3 separate regions of the Sus scrofa genome follow, and regions 2 and 3 are each linked to region 1. A link is a contact called in public Hi-C and promoter capture Hi-C data. All regions are on one chromosome and are shown on one strand. The core of a region is the stretch at or near the end of the contact, and the rest is flanking DNA. Distances in the headings are between cores, read along the strand shown. Region 1 holds the start of LOC102160869 (atherin-like). Region 2 overlaps CAMK2G (calcium/calmodulin dependent protein kinase II gamma). Region 3 holds the start of LOC106506035 (undifferentiated embryonic cell transcription factor 1-like).

Region 1 (3,120 bases), core at 396-2,895:
GAACAGTGGAGGAGAGCCCTAGAAGACTGGGGAAGACTTTCACGTTTAAATGCCTCCAAAGCATTAAAGTGCTCTCATCAGGTAAGTAACTCAAGCCCCACCCAGACCCACGGTTGCCTCCCAGCCTCCTAACTACCCTGACAGGCACTCCACAAAGCTCAGTGGGGGAGCAGTATGAACTTTTTCCAAAGTTGTTCCTCACAGGCAGCAGCTGTCTGAGTCACCCACCCAGGGTGGGAAAGAAAAGTGTGATATTAGCCATCGGAGTGTTAGGAGACTGGTCACACAGCACCTCTTCTTCCATTTCAGAAGTGGGCTCCGCCTCCTCCAGGAATCACCTCAGTTATTAGTCACAGCTGCGGGCTACAGGGGTCTTGCAGGGCCACTTAGCCACCTAGGAAAGTTGTGGATCTGGGAGGAGACGCCCCGGCCTTTTCTCCGGCAGGGGCCGCAGATCCCAGATTCCAAAGGCCTCTCCCAGCAGCTCCATCTTGCTTCCTGTCAGGAGGAGGGGCCGACAAGAAGGGCCCCCGATCTGGAAAGGCTCCCGTGGGAGGACGCCGTTTGACAGCAGGTAAAACCAGGTGGAAATCTCCACGGGAGCGGGAGGGGACGGGGAATGAAAGGCAGCAGGGTTAAGCGAAAGGGGGAAAGGGTTATGAATTTCTGCATAAAGACATAACCCGGCGTTTGTGAGGGCCAGAGGTGTGAGCAGAAGTAGAATGCCCAGGGAGGGAGGAGACGGAGACGAGTGGCCAGTAAGACAAGTGGACAAAAGCGCCGGACGCGGGGAGCTCTGGGGAGGGGTGGTGGGTGAGGCAGGTTTTAAGGCGAGGGGCAAGTATCAGGAAGGAGAACAACGTGGCTCTAATAATCTCTGGAAGGAAAGGCAGAGAATCGGTGGAGAAGCCCGCCAGCCCAGAGGCTCGGGAGGCCTAAAAAGGAGCTGTGAGCAAGAGTGTCAACCGGTGGGGCGACAGACTACTGAGAGAAAGGGGCTATCAGACTCCTAACACCTATCATTTATTGAGCGCTTACTATAGATCATAACACCGCGCTAGGCACTTTACAAAAACCTCGCGGAATCTTCACAACAAACCCGCAAGGCAGGCATTATTACGACTGCCCCCATTTCATAGATGACAAAACTGAAGCTCAGAGAGACTCGGGGTCTTGCTCAAGGTCACAGCGCGGGGGAGTCAGGATTCAAACCGGAGGCGGTCTGGCTCCAGAGCCCACGCGCAAAGCCGCAGGCAGCACAGGGGAGCCGCGAGGCGGGCCGGGACCCCTGGGACGTCTCCCGCCCCCGTTCCCCATCCCAGGCCTGGCGCGCTCACCCGGACGAGGTTGCTGACCGCCGCCTGCACGGCGGCCACAGGCGCGGTGAGGTCAGGGATGGCTTTGCCGTCCACCTCGCCTTCCTCGTGCATGATCACCAGGTGCGAGATCTGCTGCGCCACCGGCTCCAGGATGCTCTCGATCGTGCGCGTATGAAACACCGGCATCGCGGCGGCTAGCGGGGCGGCGAACCGCGGGCTACAGAGAACTGAGAACGGCAGAGAGGGGAACCCGCGAAGAGAGGGACTCCGAGCAGCGACTACGGAGTCCGGGCTTCCCTCGGCGTAACCAGCCTCGCGGGCGCCCCACCCCCTCGCGTCGCCGCGCCCAATGGCAGCGCCGTTCAGATCGGAGCCACCATTCCTATTGGTCCTGCTTAGATATGCCCCGCCCCCACAACCGCGCCGCCAAGACCCCGCCCCGCCCCCATTCCCAAGGGAGGGGCCTGGGATTGGGGCTGCGCCTAAGGGATTGCGACCGGATTCCCGAGCCCTAACGCCGGGCGCTCCTTATAAGGGCATGGTGGGAACGGAACGTGAGGCTGGAGTCGGGGCCCCGCCCCCCGGGGCGGCCTCCCGCCTCGTCTCTGCGGAGCGCCGCCCCTCTGCAGAATCACCTCAGCTGGGCGGGTTCTCCTTACCTCCCGCGGCGCTGGAATCTGACAAGACTGGTGAGCTATAGTTCTCCCTGCCTGCTGCCCAACTTTTCCCTTGAAACGATGCCCTGAAAATACTCTTTCCATTTCCTCTCTGTAATATAGTCAAAAAACAGAAGTGCATAGAGAAACAGGAGCATCCCATTCATTCACACACACTCCACCCTCTGTGTCCTCAGAATACTCACTGTTAACAGTTTGGTGCGCAAGCTTCGAGACCTTTGTCTGCTCACTTTGTTGTGCACGTATATTTTTTTCTAAGTAAGTAAGATTAAACATTTTCCTGGAACTTGATATTTTTCCCCCTTGGAATACCCTGATCATCTCACTGTTGGTAAATGTAGGTCTAGGTCTACCTCATTCTTTTTAATGACTGCATGGTATTCCATTGTATGGAATTGAATAATTTCCTAGTAATGGACATTTAAGTTGGATTCTGTTTTTTGCTATTAAAAGACAATTCTGGGAATTCCCCTGTGGCTCAACAGGTTAAAGACCCACCGTTGTTACTGCTATGGCTCTGGTAACAGCTCTGGCCCAGGTTGATCCCTGACCTAGGAAGTTCCACATGCCACAGCAGGGCCAAAACAACAACAACAACAATTCTGCTTGAACATCACAGTACTTGCCTATGTATTGTGTGTATGTATATTTATCTAGGACTAAAAATGAGTAAAAATGCAGAAATGTACATTTTACATTTTGATAAGACCAAATTGCCTAATCCTCTCAGTGTGCTTTGTAGAAGACATCTTTTAAATGTCTTCCTCACCTCAAAATTTCTTTTGCCTAAGCTTCTCCATTCTAAGACAAAACACTTTCACTAATACCTCCAAGCAGAAGATGTGCAAGTCAAATGAACGTATTTCTCAAGGGCCTATGTTTTACAAGAGACTAAACTGTGTCTTGCCCTGTGCAACTTTAGCAGTTATTTTTGTTGTTGTTGTTTTGGTTGTTTTGTTTTGTTTTCTCAGTTAATATACATCCTTGGTTCTGCTGTGTGAGTTACCAAATCCTGCACTTTTCCTTCTAATACCTCCACTTTTTCTTTATTGCTTTCAATGTCCTCATAGACAATGGATTGCTTTCTCTCTCTATCTTAATTTAACATTTAGTTGTTATTTTCT
Region 2 (3,146 bases), core at 430-2,929, 130 kb after region 1:
AAGGCTCTCCCTGCTAGCTTGGCTCTGTTCTAATTATACATTTCTGTGGAGACTCGCCTCTTCAGCTCAGTCTTAAAGTCTCTTTGCCCTGTTCCTGGGCCATGTCCTATAGAGAGGCCCAAACCTCAGCCTTTAGGAGCCCAGCAAGACCTCTTGGCTCTTGTGGAAGCCCTAGCATCAGATTTTAGAGAGAAGGAGTAATAAGTCCAGGTCACCAGCCCAGCACCCACTCCACACACTTGGTAGAACCGGCTCTGTTCCTCAGGCCGAGGCTCCTCAGTCTCAGCACTACTTACACTTGGGGCCAGATAAATTTTTGTTGTGAGTGTCCCACCTGTGCATTGTAGGTTTAGAAGCATCCCTGGCCTCTACCTGCTTGATACCGGTTGCACCCTTCCTCTCAGTAGTGATAACCAGCAGTGTCTCCAGGCATTACCCGAATTGCCCTGGGGGCCAGAATTGTCCCCTAGTTCTCACTAGTATTCTAGACTGCCAGCACACCCCTCCAGGAGTTTGCCTGCAAGTGTGACAGGATGGTTTGGAAGGTGGACAGCCTGATTGAAGAATCAGCAGCTAGGGAGTTCCCGTTGTGGCTCAGTGGAAATGAATCTGACTAGCATCCATGAGGATGCAGGTTCGCTCCCTGGCCTCGCTCAGTGGGTTAAGGATCTGGCATTGCCGTGAGCTGTGGTGTAGGTTGCAGATGCAGCCCGGATCCTGCGTGGCTGTGGCTTTGGCATAGGCCGGCAGCTACAGCTCCAATTTGACCCCTAGCCTGGAAACTTCCATATGCTGTGGGCGTAGCCCTAAAAAGACCAAAAAAAAAAAAAAAAGGAAGAATCAGCAGCTAAATGTGACTTTAGGTTAATTTATCCTTTTGTTTGCAAAATTGTTATCAGAAATGTTCCTCAGGTGCCTGTTGGAACCCCCTTAAGTACATTGACTATTGATAGGACCTGTGTCCTCATTTTATCTCCCCTGCTGGATGGTAAGCTTTAGGCCAGACACTGGGTCATTTTTATAGCTGATGTCCCCAGCACAAAGCCTATAGGTACCTGATAAATGCTTAAATAAATGATTTTTATACCCACCCCCAAAACAATTAGGCTTAGTTGGACTGTCCTTCCTAAGGTGCTACCACAGGCCTCTTCTCTAAGAACAGAGAAGGTCAAAGAGAAAGAAGGAAGGGGTTGGATGGTCTCTTTCTCAGTAGCCTGAGGTGTCCCCCAGTTTCTTGGAAACAAATGATATGTTGGGCCTTTACATTCTAAGGAGGCATGCTGAACCCTCTTCTAGGCTATCCACTGCTATTATCTAGTAGGAGACCCTGGACAAACCACTTAATCAGCTTGGGCCTTGGTTTCTTCTTCTGTAAAATAGTTTGAACAGATGGTATCCAAAGTCCAAGGTTCTAGTTTCTCATTCAGTGATTCTCTGTGAATCTGTGACCTAGAGTTCAGTGCTTTGGTCCACAGCATGTGGTCAAGGATGGTTTCACCTTGCACTGTCCTTTCCTCTTCTTTTCCAGCCACTGTATACATCAGATTCTGGAGAGTGTTAACCACATCCACCAGCATGACATCGTCCACCGGGACCTGAAGGTACGACCCAGGTTCCCTTTTGCCTCTTGCTTGTGAAGCCTTGGCGCCACCTGGTGCCAGGCGGTAGTATTGCCGGGGCCCAAATTAGGCTCCCTATGGGCTGCGGCGTGGGTGCCTCACAGGGTTCTCTCTCTTCCTTATACAGCCTGAGAACCTGCTGCTGGCGAGTAAATGCAAGGGTGCCGCCGTCAAGCTAGCTGATTTTGGCCTAGCCATCGAAGTACAGGGAGAGCAACAGGCTTGGTTTGGTAAGAGTGACCCTGTCTTCCTGGAATGCGGCCCCCGCCCTTCCTCCTCTTCCTGATCTGCCTTCCTCTTTGAGAACTAGAAGCCAGACCCTTAATGGTCCTGGCCTCCCCAGAGACTGGAGGAGGGGAGGGTGCAGAGCCCCCCCTGGCCCTACGTGACTCAGTACAGTGAATCTAGCTGCTGTCAGCACTGCGTTCTTGCTGCCTCTGGGGAGGATGGGAGTTGCTGGTAGACACACGGAGACTTGCCCTCTGATTTAGATTCTGGGCACTGCAAGAAGCCCGGCCTGTCATCTCCTGCTACCCACAGACCGAGAGCTTATGTAGCAAAAGCAGCAGAAGTGAGAAAGGACTTGGGGGAAATCACTGACGTGGATTTAATGAGAGAGAAAGTGGGTTCAGTGTGCCTCCGCTCTCTCTTCCGCTACAGGTTTTGCTGGCACCCCAGGTTACTTGTCCCCTGAGGTCTTGAGGAAAGATCCCTATGGAAAACCTGTGGATATCTGGGCCTGCGGTAAGCCCATTCCACATGCTCAGCTTTTTGGTGTTAAGAGCCCTCGTCTTCCAGCGATGGCAAGAAAGAGGCATTGCTCTTCCTTGCGGGTCCCAGGAGTGTCTGGTGGATGTGAAACTACGGTGTTTGCTCTAGTGCCCCGGGATACCCTCCTTCCCAAGTGCTTCCTAGATGGTGTTGCATTCTTCTTGAAGAGGGATTTGCCCGTGCCTGAGAGGGTGGGTTGTGCCTAAAGAAATCCCTAATGTGGCTTTGTGACATGGGGAATGAAGTACATAGCAGGGGGTGCTGGTGGCCCAGCATTATTGACTGGCATCCACTTCTCCCTCTGGTATGGCCCTTGACTTTCTGGGTGGCTCTGAGCCCTGTGTGGCTTTTTTTAGTTCCTCAGCAAAGCTGGTGATCGACCGCAGTGACCTGTGTTCTGTCTTATAGGGGTCATCCTGTATATCCTCCTGGTGGGCTACCCTCCCTTTTGGGATGAGGATCAGCATAAGCTGTATCAACAGATCAAGGCTGGAGCCTATGACGTAAGGACCAGTTTGTTCCCGCTCCTCTGACTCTGTCCATAGGGTACAGGGAGTGTCAGGGGACTTTGAGGACCCAGGGATGGGCATATAGGTCTCCTTTGTGGTTTTCTTTTGGTTTTTGTTTTTGTTTTTTGCCGCCCTGCGGCATATGGAGTTCCTGGGCCAGGGATCGGATCGAGCTGCAGTTGTGACCTACCCCACAGCTGCAGCAGCATTGGATCCCTAACCCACTCTGCTGGGCCAGGGATTGAAT
Region 3 (3,128 bases), core at 323-2,822, 160 kb after region 1:
ACCCGCATGTCCACGTGATCGGAGAGGACGCAGCTTGCATCGCCTATATCCGCCTCACCCAGTACATCGATGGGCAGGGTCGGCCTCGCACCAGCCAGTCGGAGGAGACCCGGGTCTGGCACCGCCGGGATGGCAAGTGGCTCAATGTCCACTACCACTGCTCAGGGGCCCCTGCCGCACCGCTGCAGTGAGCTCAGCCACAGGTGCACCTGGTTGGGGGGCACAGGGCGCTGGGACAAGTGGGGGCAGGGAAGGAAGAAGAGGGTGAGAGGAAGCACCTGGGGAGGATATATGGGCCATCCCAGAAAAGTAGCAAAGGCTGTGGACAGAGTGTGTGTGTGTGTGTGGGGGGGGGTGGATAATAAGTTATACTCTGAAATCAAACACACTTGGGTCTGACCCCATGCCTCCAAATGCAGTGACCTCAGACAGATTACTTCCTAAGCCTCACTTTCCTCGGGTGTCAAAAGAGGGAAGGAGTGGTGCCCCCCTCCTTCATTGCTGTGAGAATTAAATAAGATACAGCAATCATGAGACAATGTTATGTTTAAATACCAGCTTTCAGAGTTCCCTGGTGGCTCAGTTGGTTACGGCTCAGGTCATTGCTGTGGTGTAGGTTCAATCCCTGGCCACAGGTGTGGCAAAAAAAAAAGGAAAGAAAGTAAATACTAGCCTCTCCCCCATTCTCCACCTTCTCAGGTTCTCAGGCAGACTTAGCCAGGTGTGGCGTGTGTTTAAGTCTTGGGAACTCATCTGTGTCTGTATTGTCCTCTGTTCTGTTACCACGTCTTGACAGGGGCATAAGGAGATCCCAGCCGGAGGTCAAACCTTCGCAGCCAGTGGCTCTGGAGGGCCTGAGCGACAGTGGCAGTTCTGTTCGTTTGAGGTTTAAAACAATTAAATTACAAAGCGGCAGCAGCCAATGCACGCCCCTGCATGCAGCCCTCCCGCCCGCCCTTCGTGTCTGTCTCTGCTGTACCGAGGTGTTTTTTACATTTAAGGAAAAAAAAAAAAAAAAAAAAGATTGTTTTAAAAAAAAATGGGATCCATACCATGATGCGTTTTAAAACCACCGATAGCCCTTGGACTAGCAAGAAGGCAGGAGTTTGTGTGATGCCCATCCTGGCACAAGCACTGGGCTCACCCACCAGCCCTGAAGAGGTGAGCTCAACCTCTGGCCTCCATGGACTCGGGGGGCCAGGCAAAGACTGACAGAGCTTTGGGGGCTGTGATGTGATTGCAGCCCCTGAGGTGGCCTGCCCGCCCCAGGTCTAGGAATGGACTTCTTCAGAATTTGTATACGCACCTAGAATGAGGCTGATGAGAAGAACATCGTGGCCATCAGACCTACTTGGGAGAGAACTCAGAGCTCCCAGCCTGCTGTGGAGGCAGCTGAAAAGCAGTGGCCTCAGGACTGAGAAGCAGTGGCCCGGACGTTGCTGTACTGTACCATGTAGTGTAGAAGGGAAGAGAATTGGTGCTGCAGAAGTGTGTCCGCTACGAAGCTGATGAGAAACCTCGTGTTAGTCTGACATGCACTCACTTACTCATCCATTTCTATAGGATGCACAATGCACGTGGGCCCTGATATAGAGGCCCAATCCTTGCAGCTGGGAAGTGGGAGGGGTTGCCGCTTTGCTTCGTGTTTGTTTTCTTATAACTTAGCAAGGAGAGAGCCAGGCCTTGGTCTCGGCTCCCGCTGCTGCCCTTGGCAGTTCTGTTTCTGTGCTGATTCGGACCATCTTTGTCTTGCCTTTTCACAGTGGTGGTCCCTGTGCCGACCCTCATCTGGGCCTGGGCCCTCTGCCAAGTGGGATGGGAGGAGTAAGGCAGTGGGATTGAGTTGATGGTTGTTTCTATGCATTCAGGCTGCCCTCAGGGGTGCCTCCCTCCTTACTCTTCCCGTCCTGCACGCCCATCTCTTTTCCTGTCTTTGAGATTGACCTGACTACTCTGGCAAGAAGAGGAGGTGTCCTCTTTAAAGAGGCGTCTCTTTACTGACCACCTGAAGTACAGACTTATTGCTGGACAGTCTGCATGGGCATCACCCCCACCCTCACCTGCATGTACCCAAAAGAGATGTCCAGAGCCAAGGCTCCTACATTCATTGTCCCTCTCTGTGCTCAAGGAGTTCCATTCCAGGAGGGAAAAATTTATGCTTTAAGCAGACAGCAGAGAAGATAATGGAGGAGCAATTGGTCATGGCCTTGGTTCCCCCCAAAACAACTGTGCAGACCTGTCTGCACTATTGGGGGAAAAGATGGGTAGACCCTAGCTCCCCGGACTGCCTTAAGGAAGCACAGGAGCTGGGGGAAGAGGCAAAGCTACAGGTTTACCTTGGAGCCAGCTGAGAAGAGAGCAGACTTATAGGTGCTGGTGCTTGGATTTAGCCAGGCTCCTCGGAGCACCTCCTGCATGCCCCAGCCCCTGGGCCCCTTACTGCCCTGCAGCCTGCAGTACCAGCACGCAGACACCTTCACCACAGGGTTTGGTTTTGCTGGCTTGAAGACAAATGGTCTTAGAGTTCATTAAGACCCATAGCTTCATATGGCTGCTCCAGCCCCACTTCTTAAGCATTCTTACTCCTCTTCTGGGGCTAATGTCAGCATCTATAGACAATAGACTATTAAAAAAAAAAAACACCTTTTAAACAGGAAATGGAAGGCATTTGATGCAGAATTTTTGCATGACGACATAGAAATAATTTAAAAATAGTGTTTGTTCTGAATGTTGGTAGACCCTTCATAGCTTTGTTACAATGAAACCTTGAACTGAAGATATTTAATAAAATAACCTTTAAACAGTCCATGGTGTTACTGCTGTTGGAGGCTTAAGGCCAGAGGCTTAGATTTTAGCAGCCTGGGTTACAAGGTTTCAGGTGGAGAGATGTACTTTCTCCCACTCCTTTTGTGCCCATTTAAGAATTAATCTTCCTCATAAATTCATCAGCCTCCAATCAGTCCCCCCAGCCGCTGAAGCGAGTTTGGGGTGGAGGGAAGAACTTGGGCCCTTAGGGACTGAGCTCCGGGTCTCGCCCCGCCCCCAGGCCCCGCCGGCATCCAGGACCGACCCCGCCCCCCCGCCCCGTCCCTCAGTGGGCCGGCCCGGCTCCCCCCCTCAGCCGGGCG

Evidence for each region. Promoter capture Hi-C pulls out the DNA fragments that hold promoters and counts their contacts. Hi-C and Micro-C count contacts between places; a contact is called where the count stands out from the background.
Region 2: a Hi-C map of heart right ventricle shows a contact between it and region 1, with 2.3 times the contacts expected there. The contact joins the enhancer-like site here to the promoter of LOC102160869 in region 1. A contact is called at or near these places in 1 of 5 promoter capture datasets (liver), 1 of 47 Hi-C or Micro-C datasets (heart right ventricle) and 1 of 2 datasets of contacts at active chromatin or transcription factors (alveolar macrophages).
Region 3: a contact with region 1 is called in a promoter capture Hi-C map of fetal liver, with 2.9 times the contacts expected there. The contact joins the promoter of LOC106506035 here to the promoter of LOC102160869 in region 1. A contact is called at or near these places in 1 of 5 promoter capture datasets (fetal liver), 1 of 47 Hi-C or Micro-C datasets (embryonic fibroblasts) and 1 of 2 datasets of contacts at active chromatin or transcription factors (alveolar macrophages).

Annotation. Positions count from the first base shown.
Region 1 is chr14:76,698,672-76,701,791 of Sscrofa11.1, reverse strand. It overlaps LOC102160869 (atherin-like), which reads left to right and starts at 1,645. Exons shown (of 3, transcript XM_013983354.2): 1 at 1,645-2,008. The coding sequence starts at 1,669. It overlaps VCL (vinculin), which reads right to left and starts at 1,505. Exons shown (of 21, transcript NM_213934.1): 1 at 1,338-1,505. The coding sequence starts at 1,505.
Region 2 is chr14:76,567,099-76,570,244 of Sscrofa11.1, reverse strand. It overlaps CAMK2G (calcium/calmodulin dependent protein kinase II gamma), which reads left to right. Exons shown (of 21, transcript NM_214193.1): 6 at 1,529-1,601; 7 at 1,747-1,849; 8 at 2,280-2,363; 9 at 2,799-2,893. Among named protein-coding and RNA genes, the nearest start is that of CAMK2G, 24 kb to the left of the region's middle. Within about 2 kb of position 1,679, at least 24 of the 83 cell types and tissues checked have an H3K27ac peak or open chromatin away from gene starts, as enhancers often do. A contact at or near this core is called in alveolar macrophages and liver, where this site is marked.
Region 3 is chr14:76,534,773-76,537,900 of Sscrofa11.1, reverse strand. LOC106506035 (undifferentiated embryonic cell transcription factor 1-like) reads left to right here and starts at 1,572. Exons shown (of 7, transcript XM_013983327.1): 1 at 1,572-1,617; 2 at 1,764-1,824; 3 at 2,451-2,486; 4 at 3,047-3,128. The coding sequence starts at 1,572. It overlaps CAMK2G (calcium/calmodulin dependent protein kinase II gamma), which reads left to right. Exons shown (of 21, transcript NM_214193.1): 20 at 1-203; 21 at 797-1,020. The coding sequence ends at 191.